3 separate regions of the Sus scrofa genome follow, and regions 2 and 3 are each linked to region 1. The links are chromatin contacts, called in public targeted proximity ligation maps. All regions are on one chromosome and are shown on one strand. The core of a region is the stretch at or near the end of the contact, and the rest is flanking DNA. Distances in the headings are between cores, read along the strand shown.

Region 1 (3,401 bases), core at 245-2,744:
CAAACCCTAAACGAAAACACGGGTGCTCGGAGCGCAGATCCTGACAGGCCAGTTTGCATCCGCCGAACGCGTTAACCCTTTGGGCGCTGCAGCTGGGACCCCCGGAGTCTTACGGGCCCGACCCGCAGGAAGCGAGAGAGGGGCTCCCGGAGCGGGGTCTGCGCGGCCCTGCCCAAGGAGGGAAAGAGCTGGGAGGCACTTTTGTCGTCTGGCGCCTGCGTCACGGCCCGGGACAGGCACCGAGTCCGGCACTGAGTGGAGCGGAGACGCGGCGAGGAGGTGCTCAAGGGTCAGCGGACGCGGGCGTAAGCCTTAACCTATGCACGCCCGGAGAGCTGGCCCCAGCCCGCCTGGCTCCTGGGCTCGAAGGGGCGCTGGCTGGGGGTGGCTCGGGCTCGGCTCCAGGTGAAGGCGCCGGAGTCCGCCTGCGGCAGTCATCGCTCTCGGCGTCGGGAGCCGCGGGCGACGCCGCGACCCGCGCTGAAACTGCAGCTGTGCCTGACGAAGTCACTGCCCGGCGCGCCCGATCCACCCCCTCCTCCCCCTCCGCCCCCCTGCCCCGATACGTCATGGAAACACGGACGTCAGAGCCTCTCAGCCAATCGCCGGCAGCGGCTGGAGGAAAGAGGCGAACAGGAGGGGGCGGGGGAAGCGGCCGGCCGAGGCGCCGGGCGAAGGAAGAGCGGGAGGGGCGCGCGGAGGCGCGAGTCCCCCGCCCCTCACACCCTTTCGCCACCGCGCGGCAAGCTCTAGTTGCCGCGTACGCGCTCGCCTGCCGGGAGCGAGCTCGCCGGGTCCTCCCCTTAAACGCCCTCTCCGCGTCGCCGGGTTCCCAGTCCCCGTTCGAGCCGCGCTTCCTCCCGCGCGCGCGTCTGCCCGCCCCCAGGCTCCCCGCGGGCCGCGTCACGTGACCGCGCCTAGCCAGGGCTGCGGCGGCGGCGGCGGCGGCGGCGCTAGCTTTGGCGGCGGCGGCGGCGGCGGCAGTGGCAGCAGCTGTGCCGCCAGCGTGGAGCTGGAGGCGAGAGGGTGTGGAGAGAAGGGAGCGCCGGACCGGAACGGGTGAGAGTTCTCCTTCCCCTGCGCCCCCGGCAATCTTTCGCGCCACCCGGTGCAGACGGGGCCCCTGCCTGAAGCTTCTCGCAGCCCCCTCGTGCTCGGCCGTCCACTCCCCGGGGGCCGCGGGCCCCGCCTCGTGCAGGGCGGACTGCCGGGCTCCCAGAGGGGGCTGCACCCTGCCCGCGGCCGCCGTTGCGGACGGCGGCGTGAGGCCGGCAGAACTGCCCGTGCTGAGCGCGGCGCGCCCTGTGTGCGGCTCTGCGGAGCCCAGGAGGCGGGTCCTGCGGGGACGCGGGCGGCCACTCGGCTGCTGCCGGGCTCTGGGCGGGGGCCGGGCCGGGCGCCGCCTCCTCCGCCGCCGCCGCCGCCTCCTCGCAGTGCAGCGTGAGTAGGGAGCCCCGGCTGGTGGACGCCGAGCTTGTGGCTCCACGGCCGCTTCATCCTCGAGGTGCAGCCGAACCTCCGCGTGGCGCCCGGAGTCCTGCGAGCCGCCTGCGCACCGGCCGAGTCCCGGTTCTCTGCGTTGGCCGCCGTCCTCACCGTCCCCTTCCCCCGACCCTCTCGCAGCCTCCCCTTCCTTTCCCCCTCGGAAAATGGTTCCTGCTGCCGGGCGAGGTGAGTGGCGGCCGCCGCCTGCTCGCGGCGGGGGCGGCGGGGCAGGTCACCTGCGGGGGAGGCCGGGCGGAACGCGGAGGTCGGGGCGTCGCGGCGGGGGTCCTGACAAGTGGGTGTTCCGCGGACTGCGCGGATTCTGGAGCGAAGTTGGCGGGGCGTGCGGGGGGCCCCTTCGCAGGTGGGAGCACCGCGCCCGCCCAGAGAGATCGTAAAGGTGAGCGGGTTTCTCGGCGTGAGCCGTGGCGCGGGGTCCGGCCGGGAGTCCCCGCCCAGGGCCCTAGGGACCGGCTGGGTGGTACTCCGCGTCTACACCCTCAGCTCTTCGACTTCTCCTAGCCGCCTCGGCCGCGCCATAGCCCATCCTGCGGCCGGCCGCCCCTGCCTCGGCGCCTGGTGACCTTGAGGGCAGCGGTGCCCGGCAGTCTTTCCCCGCGCCCGGGGAGGGTCACCCCTCTAAATCCCCGACTTCGGCCCCGCTGGCGCTCCGCGGGCGGAGAGCGGGGCCGGCGTTGGCCCCCGGCGGGGGCTAGTTGATTGATGCGTGTCGCACAGGACGGTGATTCCCCGGGGGTTGGAGAACCGCCTCGCCTTTCTCCCGGTGTCTCTCGTCTGGCTCCCCAGGATATTTACGGTTGCTTCCGATTCGCGTTTTTAGACTTAGTTTTAAAAGAAAGAAAGGAAGAAGAAAAAAATCCTGCGTTCTCCACCCCCTTTTTGGAAGGGTCTGTAAGAAAGAACCGCATTCCAGTTGCAGAGGTGGTGGTGCTGGGGGGTGCTCCCTTTATTCCATCCTGCAGGAGAATCCTGTGGCTGAGCTAGTTAGCGACCCCTGGTTCTGTGCAGCGGTCACTGGCCAGGCTGGTTTCTGTGCGCATTTCATTCACCAGTTTTCTGCAGGACTCGCAGCGCAGGGAGGGCTCGAACCCTGTGCGGTGCAGCGGTGCCTGGCGCGGAGGGGAGGGCAAGAGGTTCAGAGGGGGTCTTTAAATCTGCGGAGGGCTCGATCCTCGCCTCGGCAGGCATAATTTTACCTTTCCTGGGTTTAGAGCTCAGCAGCCAGGCACCTTTGGCTGCCATGCATGCTACTTTTCTCGGTTTATTAATAATCTAATGGCTCCTGTTGGTATCGATTGCTGTTCATGATAAATTAGTTATATGGATTTTTCTTCATACGCGTGTAGGTATATGCATATATCGGGACTCTGCCTTTCAACATGGAAGCCTTTGTTGTGTTTAACCTCCCCCACCTGAGGACAGCCTTATTTTAAAATCTCTCGTTCAGCGTGGGTGTATTTTATAATAAGAAGTACTTGTAAGGATCTGCTTTGTATGAGGCTCTCCTTGGGCAGAGGGTGTGTAACCCTTTGGATAGTGGCCCATGTGAGTGAATGAAGGGCCTTCAACCGCTTGCCCTGCTGCCAGCTTTCCCCAGACTCCCTGTCCTTGTGTGTGGCGGAGGCGGATTGGGGGAATTAGAGGGATTGGAGGAGAATCTGCTTTTTGTACTTGAGCAGTTCATTTGGTCCCCCCCCCCTTTTTCTTTTTTGTCCTGGTGAGTTCAGATTTGAAGCAAATAGACACACTGTCCTTAAAGGGATCCTTTGAGAACTAGTGTATGAAATGGGCTTATTTAGCCATTTCAGGGGGGCGTCTTAGTTTCTACCTTGCTTTGCATGAGACAGTTAAATTGCTGTAATTAAGGGTGGATCTCTGTCCTGATTTTGGCTTCG
Region 2 (3,401 bases), core at 630-3,129, 230 kb before region 1:
CTCATAAGGGAAGCCAATAGGGCTGAAGCAGAGTGAAGTTATGTCTGAGAGTCAAATAGCATCTTCGAGTTTACTCTCAGGACTCAGGCTTTTGCTCTGGATTCTTTAGGAAGTCACCATAAGGTTGGAGCAGCATAGCACCATCGCCTTCCATTCTGAAAGTACTGACCGTAAGGGGCGTGGGTGAAAATGGGGAGACCAGCTGAGTAGCTCCCACGATAACCCAAACTGGAGATGGGTCTTGTTCCAGGAAGGCAGTGTGAAGGTGGCGAGAATTGATCCGTCTCTGGACACATTTTCAAGATAGAATGAACGGAGGTTATTGGTAGATTGGATAAGGATTACGAGAGGAAGGGAGCCAAGTATGTCTCTGAGGAGAATTTTAGCCAGAACTAGAAGGATGGAGTGGTCAGTATCCAGCTCACCTTGGTTAAGAGAGGGTGAAAACATTTTGAGCATCCCTATGTGTTAGGAGGGTAATGAAACACCACTATTCAGCATGAGCCTCCTTCACCACAAAGAGGCATTCCTCCTCAATTTAATGAGGGTAAAACTCCATCCTCAGCAGAAAAAAGACAGAGTGAAAGATGCATGCTCGGCGATTGAAACAAGAGAAAACGCCCCAATGTCAAGGATTGCACTAATCCTCCCTGCCCAAATTTCCAAATACTCCAATCTAAAAAGTAAGAATCAGAGTAGGCATAGATTAAATAAAGTTAGCAAAGAACAGAATGTTTACAAACAAAAATAACAAATTGGGTAAAGTTAATTACAATAGGAATGCCTGCGGTGGCAATGTGGGAGCAAAAATTCTCAAGCTGGAATGTAATAGTAGGTATAAATATATAAGAACATTGTGCCTAGAAAAGAAAGCACCTTGAACTAGTGGTTCTCTTCCTAATGTTGACCTTTGGGCAAATTAATCCACCCATAACTTTCAAACAGGGGTATTTTTACCCCCAGGGTGTGTGCTAATGTCCTGAAGAGTGAAGGTGAAGTATTACCTTTTAAAATGACATTTAGACCACAGTTTTTCCAAGGATAAGAGTTTTCCTTTAAAAAAATAAATAAATAAAACAAACATGACTACATAATTAAGTATAAAAATAAATACGATTGTTCCCATTTATTCAGCCTTTATTTTTATTAAAGTGTAGTTTATTTACAGTGTTGTGCCAATTTCTGCTGTACAGCATACTGACCCGGTCATACATATATATATATATATATACATATATATATATATATATTCTCTTTCTCTCATACTATCTTCCATCGTGTTCTATCCCAGGAGATTGGGTATAGTTCCCTGTGCGATACAGTAGGACCTCACTGCTTATCCATTCTAAATGTAATAGTTTTCAGCCTTTAATTATTGAGCCCCTACTATGCACCAGCCATATTCTAGGCAAAAGGAATTGCAGTGAACAAGGTAGCTGCAGGCCCTGACCTCACAGGGCTTGTTATCTTAGAATGAAGACAAATGCTGGACAAGTAATTATAGAATGAAGAATAAGCTTCTTAAAAATCTCTTATTAATGGCATGCCCCAAACTACCAGGGATGGAGATCACACATTGATTAGTTCTCTGCTAAACTAGGAGTGCAGTGGGAAATGTTCGATGACAGCTAACTTCAGCTATACGTCTCAGTAGCTTGAGATGGGGAAGATATCTAGAACTGTGTTAACCGGATCCTCTAAAAAGCAGTCATCAAGAATGTACTAAATGGGCCAGCACTTTCCTAGAGGAAATGCTTATGAGGAGAAACCAGGAGGAAGTGGGAGGAGGCGTGGTCTTCAGATCATGAGACAAGACTGACCCCAGTGAAAGAGAGGCAAACTGGAAGGAGGGTGGGGTGGAAACATCCTCATTTGTCGTGCAGTCTAAGGCATTTTTGTCCTTAAGCCAAGCTGGCCTGTGTTATCATCCCAGCCCCAGCAGCTACTGACTGGAGAGCAACGATGGGAAACAAGGACTCTGTAAAAGTGGAGACAGTTGTCAGAGTACCACTGACAACAGCAGCTGGGTCTTCGGTCAGTGCTGCCGGGCTCTTAGGTCAATTGCACTCTCCGCAGTGGAAGGTCTTTGTGGTGCATTCTCAGTGCTGCTGAGAGAGTTCTTTTTTGCTTAATGAGCATAGTTCTTGGAGTCTGAAATAACCTCAGTTGACTCCAGTCTCAGCCACTTAATAATTTTGCGACGTTGGGCAAGTTACTTCGGAGTCGACTGCAAAGGTTAAATGAAATCGTAACTGTAATGTGCGTCATACCGTGCCTGGAACATTCAGGGTGATCAACAGTGTTAGACCTGCCCTCTTTTCCCTTTAACTGTACATACGTTCATTGGCTCAACATGCATTTTTGAGGACTTTCTATATGCAATGTAAGAAAACAGGGTGAATATGCAAAGACCTAAAATTGCCTCTCAAAATTGCCTTACTAAAAACTGCAAAAGCATGAAGCGCTACTAACTACAAACGTGGAATGAGAAGGAAACAGGATCTTCGGGAAGGTAAAGAAGCACTCACATCATACCACCTGAATTGTTGCCGAAGTTGAGGGCTCAAAAACTGTCAGAGGAGAGTCCACCTTCCCAAATGTTATGAGCTTATGATACTTGGGAGAATATATTGCTGCATGATGCAGGGTTTATAAACTCAACACCAGAAAGACCCTTAGTGGAGTACAGAGGGTGCATCTTCATTTACCCAGCTCCTCGCCATCTGAATGCCCAGCTTGTTTAAACCATGACGTTGTGCCTACCAGCCCTCCTCTCAAATTGTCTACACGTTACACGGGGAGAGTATCATGTGTCAGTTTGCCCCTCAGAACGCTTCCCAAAAACCCTTTCAAGACCCTCTTATCAGCAGGGCAAAGCATTTACACTGTTGCTCCAGCCGTGTAAATTTGTGCTTCGTGCATCCAGATGGCACCCGACTGAAATCAATTTAGATATGGTTTGATTATACTTCAGTGGTGCATGGAACTGTCCTTCCCAGAATATAGAGAACTCGGTAAATCTTCTAGGAAAATAATAATAATAATAAATCAAATAGGGCTCAATTGGAGCTGAGAAAACCAGCTTCAATTCTCAGCCGGATTACAGACCTGCTCTGTGACATCGGGCAAGTCATTTGCCCTGTCTAGGTCTCAGGTCTGCATCTGTGCCGTCTGTGTGCACAGATTGGAAGGAAGGCAGGCAGCTGGCAATTAGAAGTTAAGAGCTTTGTGGTCATCATCCCAATGCATGAATCATCGAACAACCCTTTGAGGGAGAGTCATTCATTCCTTTAGCATTCATTCAGGAGATTTTTATTGAGAGCTTACTTTGTGCTGGTCGCGATTAGGTAGAGGGCGTAAGTTAGTGAACTGAACAGGTCCCTGCCGTCTTTGGACCATGG
Region 3 (3,401 bases), core at 319-2,818, 200 kb after region 1:
TGTGGCAAAAAAAAAAAAAAAAAAAAAAATCCAACTGCAGCAGCTCAGGTCGCTGTGGAGGTGTGGATTCCACCCCTGGTCCAGTGCAGTGCGTTGAAAGATCTGGCATTGCCACAACTGAGGCTCAGATTCAATTCCTGGCCCTGGAACTTGCATAGGCTGCAGGTGTGGCCATAAAAAAGAAAAAAAAAAAAAAACTACTTAGAAGGGTACCTGTGTGGTGAGCATATCATAGCAGGTGATAAGTTTTTTAAAAGTCAATTTTCAGGTGACAGGGCACTATGTAATTCTTTTTTCTTCTCTTCAGCTGAAAACATTTTTTTTTTTTTTGATAATTGGAGAAAAGGTTTAAATATTTTAACTGACAGAGGACACGTCGCCTAGACTAGAGCGATGTTTCTCATTGTACACAGCTGAGATTCTCATGACAATCACCTAAGGGGCTTATTGCATCTGCAGGGCTCTTGATCCCACCCCATATTCATGTATTTCTCAGGGCCAAATATACAGGAGATATTCAACTTACGTATACTTAAACTAATACTGTAGTCTAAAGCTATTTCCTGTTTGCTTAATTGGTGTATACGGTATTCACTGAAAATAATCCTGTCACTGGAAAAATAGAGATCCTGTAATTCTAGTGTGTATTACATCTTTCATTTGCATAGAGCGCTATCTTACCAGCTGCGGTCTATTACATGGTCTCAAGCTGCCAAGAATCTTTTAATGTAGTTTTCAGCTGAGTCCGTCACGCTTTCAGGCAGGGTAGAAAAGGATATGGATTTGGAACTAGAAGTGCTGCCTTTGTGTGATCTTTGACAATTCTATGTAAAAACATTTAAGAAAATATTTAATCATCTAGTTTATAAGTTGTAAACGTCGGTTACATTTTGTAACTCTCAATTCGTGGTGTCGCTGACGCTCAAATGATACTATGTGTAAGAAAGCCTACTGTAGAGATAGCTGTGGTTACTATGTGAAATGGTTATAGTTACTATAGTTACAATAATTTAAACAAAACAAAAAATGATTCTCAGTCTTCCTAAAGGCTTTAAATATGCTCCTGTTTCAATTTACTGCTCTAAAGCACACGCGCAAAGGAGCAGATTGGGATAGAAACACACAGCAGAAAAATATTAGGTGTAAGAACATTCATTCATTCATTCACGTTTATCGCAGCATTTACATTTATATTATGCCAGACATTGTGTGAAAAGTAATGATGAAGTAAATTCAAATCTATCCTTCAAAGTTTTAGTTCCTTTGCCTATACTAATAAATAGCAAGCTGGCCCATTTAGGATCAAACTCCCTCCCGCGTCCTAACAAGCTGAAATTCGCGCGCGCTGTCTCTTTAACTTGTAATAGAACGCTGATTGCATCGATCACAGGCTCATTCCTCTTTCCCACCCTTGGGTTTCCTTTCCATCCCAGTTACTACTCTCCTTCCAGCGTCCAGCCGCGGGGAGCGCAGGTGTTAGTGAACGTTGGCTTTGTAGTGTGGGGGCACCTGACACCCCCCTCCCCCGGGGCGGGGGGAAAGGGGCGGGGCGTCCCGCCTGCCCGCTGGCGGAGGCCCAACTCTACCGCGCCGGCGGAGCCTCGGAGCTCGACTGGCCAAGCCTGGAGCGCGGGGTTTGACTGGGCCGCCGTTGTTGTAGTGACCGGGAGGCGCTGCCGCTCGAGGCAGACGGTTCCGGGCGCCGCACGGTCCCCCTTCCCACCCCATCCCCTCCCTTCCCCCGGTTCCCCCCGCGGGCCGGAGCCGGGAACCGACCACTCCCCCCATGGCCTCCGCCCCGGTAAGGACGGGCTGGGGTGCACCTCCCCGGAGCCGGTCCTGCGGGCTGGGGGGCCGGGTCAGGACCGCGCCCGCACCTGGCGGGAGATGGAGGCAGGTGTCCTCCGCCGGCTCCCGAGCCGCTAGCCTCTTGCCCCCGGCTCCAGGGCGCCCGCGACTCAACCTCCGCCGCTGGCGCACCCGGCGCGCAGAGCCCTGGCCGGACTCCCGGGCGCTCCCCCCCGAGTCCCGGCGCTCAGACGGCCCGGGCAGCCCCACGGCCCCCAGAATTCTCTGAGGGTTTCCGTGGAGCGCCTGCGTCAGAATCACCTGGGAGGTTTTTCTAAAGCACCGAAGCCCGGGCCCCGCCTCGCACCTGCGGCTGCGTGCCGGCGGGAGGGGCCCCGGAACGTGCATTCCCGCGGCGCTGCCCGGGTGGTCTCCAGCGCGCGCTCGGTCCTGGGAGCGCGAGCGGAGGATTTCGCCGGTTCTGCGCGGAAGCTGGAGCTCGGCCCACCCGCGTTGGGGTAGCCTCGTGGGGCCGCGCGGGGCGCTCCTGCTCCGCACCCCCGCCGCAGATGTGGCCGGGCCCGGGCCGGCCCGCGGGGGAGGGGACAGCGTTGATCCCCGACCCTCCCCAAGGCAAGGTCTGCACCTGCTTTCAAAATCTGCCAACTTCCCTTCCCAGGAGGACCCCGTTCTGGAGCGTTATTTTAAAGGCCATAAAGCCGCGATCACTTCCGTGGACTTTAGTCCCAACGGCAAACAACTTGGTAAGTTTTACTCTGTTTTTCTCTTTTTTGTGATGAGACGCTCAAGCGGTTGGTACCCTTGCCTCCTGTCCACGCTTGGCCCCCAGGAGGACCTTTGAGGACCCATGGTGGAGGTGGTGTTGAGAGCGGCCCCAGACGCAGTGGGAGCCAGAATGGGCCGGAACCGGGGCCACCTCGGTCCTCTCGGCCCCGGCCCCCAGCCCTCCCCGCGGCGTCGCCTCTAGGCCTGGGCCTGGCCGACGACTTTCGCGAACCAACCACCAGGAGGAGTAAGTGGGAAGGGGAGGGGTTTATCCTCGGCCCTGGGAGGGTGGGGTGTTGGCTGGAGAGTTTGTGAAAAGTTGTGAGACTAGCAGGAGGAAGTGGGGAGAGAGGAGCTGGGGCTGCATCGGAGGCCGACCACCGGGAGGTCCCAGGTGACTCCCGGGAAGCCCCCGTGGCTGGAAGGGAGTCGAGCGTCTACGTGCACGGAGGGACCTGCTCGGAAGTTCGCTGCCACCTGAGACGGGAACTCAAGCTTCTTCGGGTCCGAAGCCTTTCTCCTGCGTGGTGACTCTGGTGGCTGCGTCCGTGCCCCAGCCATGAGGATCCGGATGGCCGTGAGATGGACGTGGGCAGGCAAAAGCTGCCTGCTGCTGGCGCTCTTAACGGTGGCCTATCTCCTGGTGGAACTCTCCGTCTCCACTTTGCAAGCCTCGGCGGGAGCCGGTCTCGCCAGGGAGAGGGGGTCAAGACAGCTCTCAGACTCTGGGAAAAAAGCAGTGGATTTGTCTCGCCCGCTGTATGAGAAGCCGCCTGCAGATTCTCATGCACTTGGGGAGTGGGGGAAAGGCAGCAAACTGCAGCTCA

What was found.
Region 2: a targeted proximity ligation map of skeletal muscle shows a contact between it and region 1. A contact is called at or near these places in 4 of 47 Hi-C or Micro-C datasets (alveolar macrophages, embryonic fibroblasts, liver and 1 more) and 2 of 2 datasets of targeted methods (alveolar macrophages and skeletal muscle).
Region 3: a contact with region 1 is called in a targeted proximity ligation map of alveolar macrophages. A contact is called at or near these places in 6 of 47 Hi-C or Micro-C datasets (embryonic fibroblasts, heart right ventricle, liver and 2 more) and 2 of 2 datasets of targeted methods (alveolar macrophages and skeletal muscle).

What each region holds. Positions count from the first base shown.
Region 1 is chr5:92,935,033-92,938,433 of Sscrofa11.1, forward strand. ATP2B1 (ATPase plasma membrane Ca2+ transporting 1) reads left to right here and starts at 1,495. Exons shown (of 21, transcript NM_214352.3): 1 at 1,495-1,671. LOC106507543 (collagen alpha-1(I) chain) reads right to left here and starts at 2,748. Exons shown (of 4, transcript XM_021091263.1): 1 at 2,556-2,748; 2 at 2,054-2,197; 3 at 1,745-1,948; 4 at 1-1,689. The coding sequence starts at 2,748. The coding sequence ends at 284.
Region 2 is chr5:92,704,257-92,707,657 of Sscrofa11.1, forward strand. No RefSeq gene overlaps it. Among named protein-coding and RNA genes, the nearest start is that of ATP2B1, 230 kb to the right of the region's middle.
Region 3 is chr5:93,130,450-93,133,850 of Sscrofa11.1, forward strand. It overlaps POC1B (POC1 centriolar protein homolog B), which reads left to right and starts at 1,569. Exons shown (of 12, transcript XM_021092774.1): 1 at 1,569-1,801; 2 at 2,468-2,552. The coding sequence starts at 1,787. GALNT4 (polypeptide N-acetylgalactosaminyltransferase 4) reads left to right here and starts at 2,559. Exons shown (of 1, transcript XM_003360733.5): 1 at 2,559-3,401. The coding sequence starts at 3,134.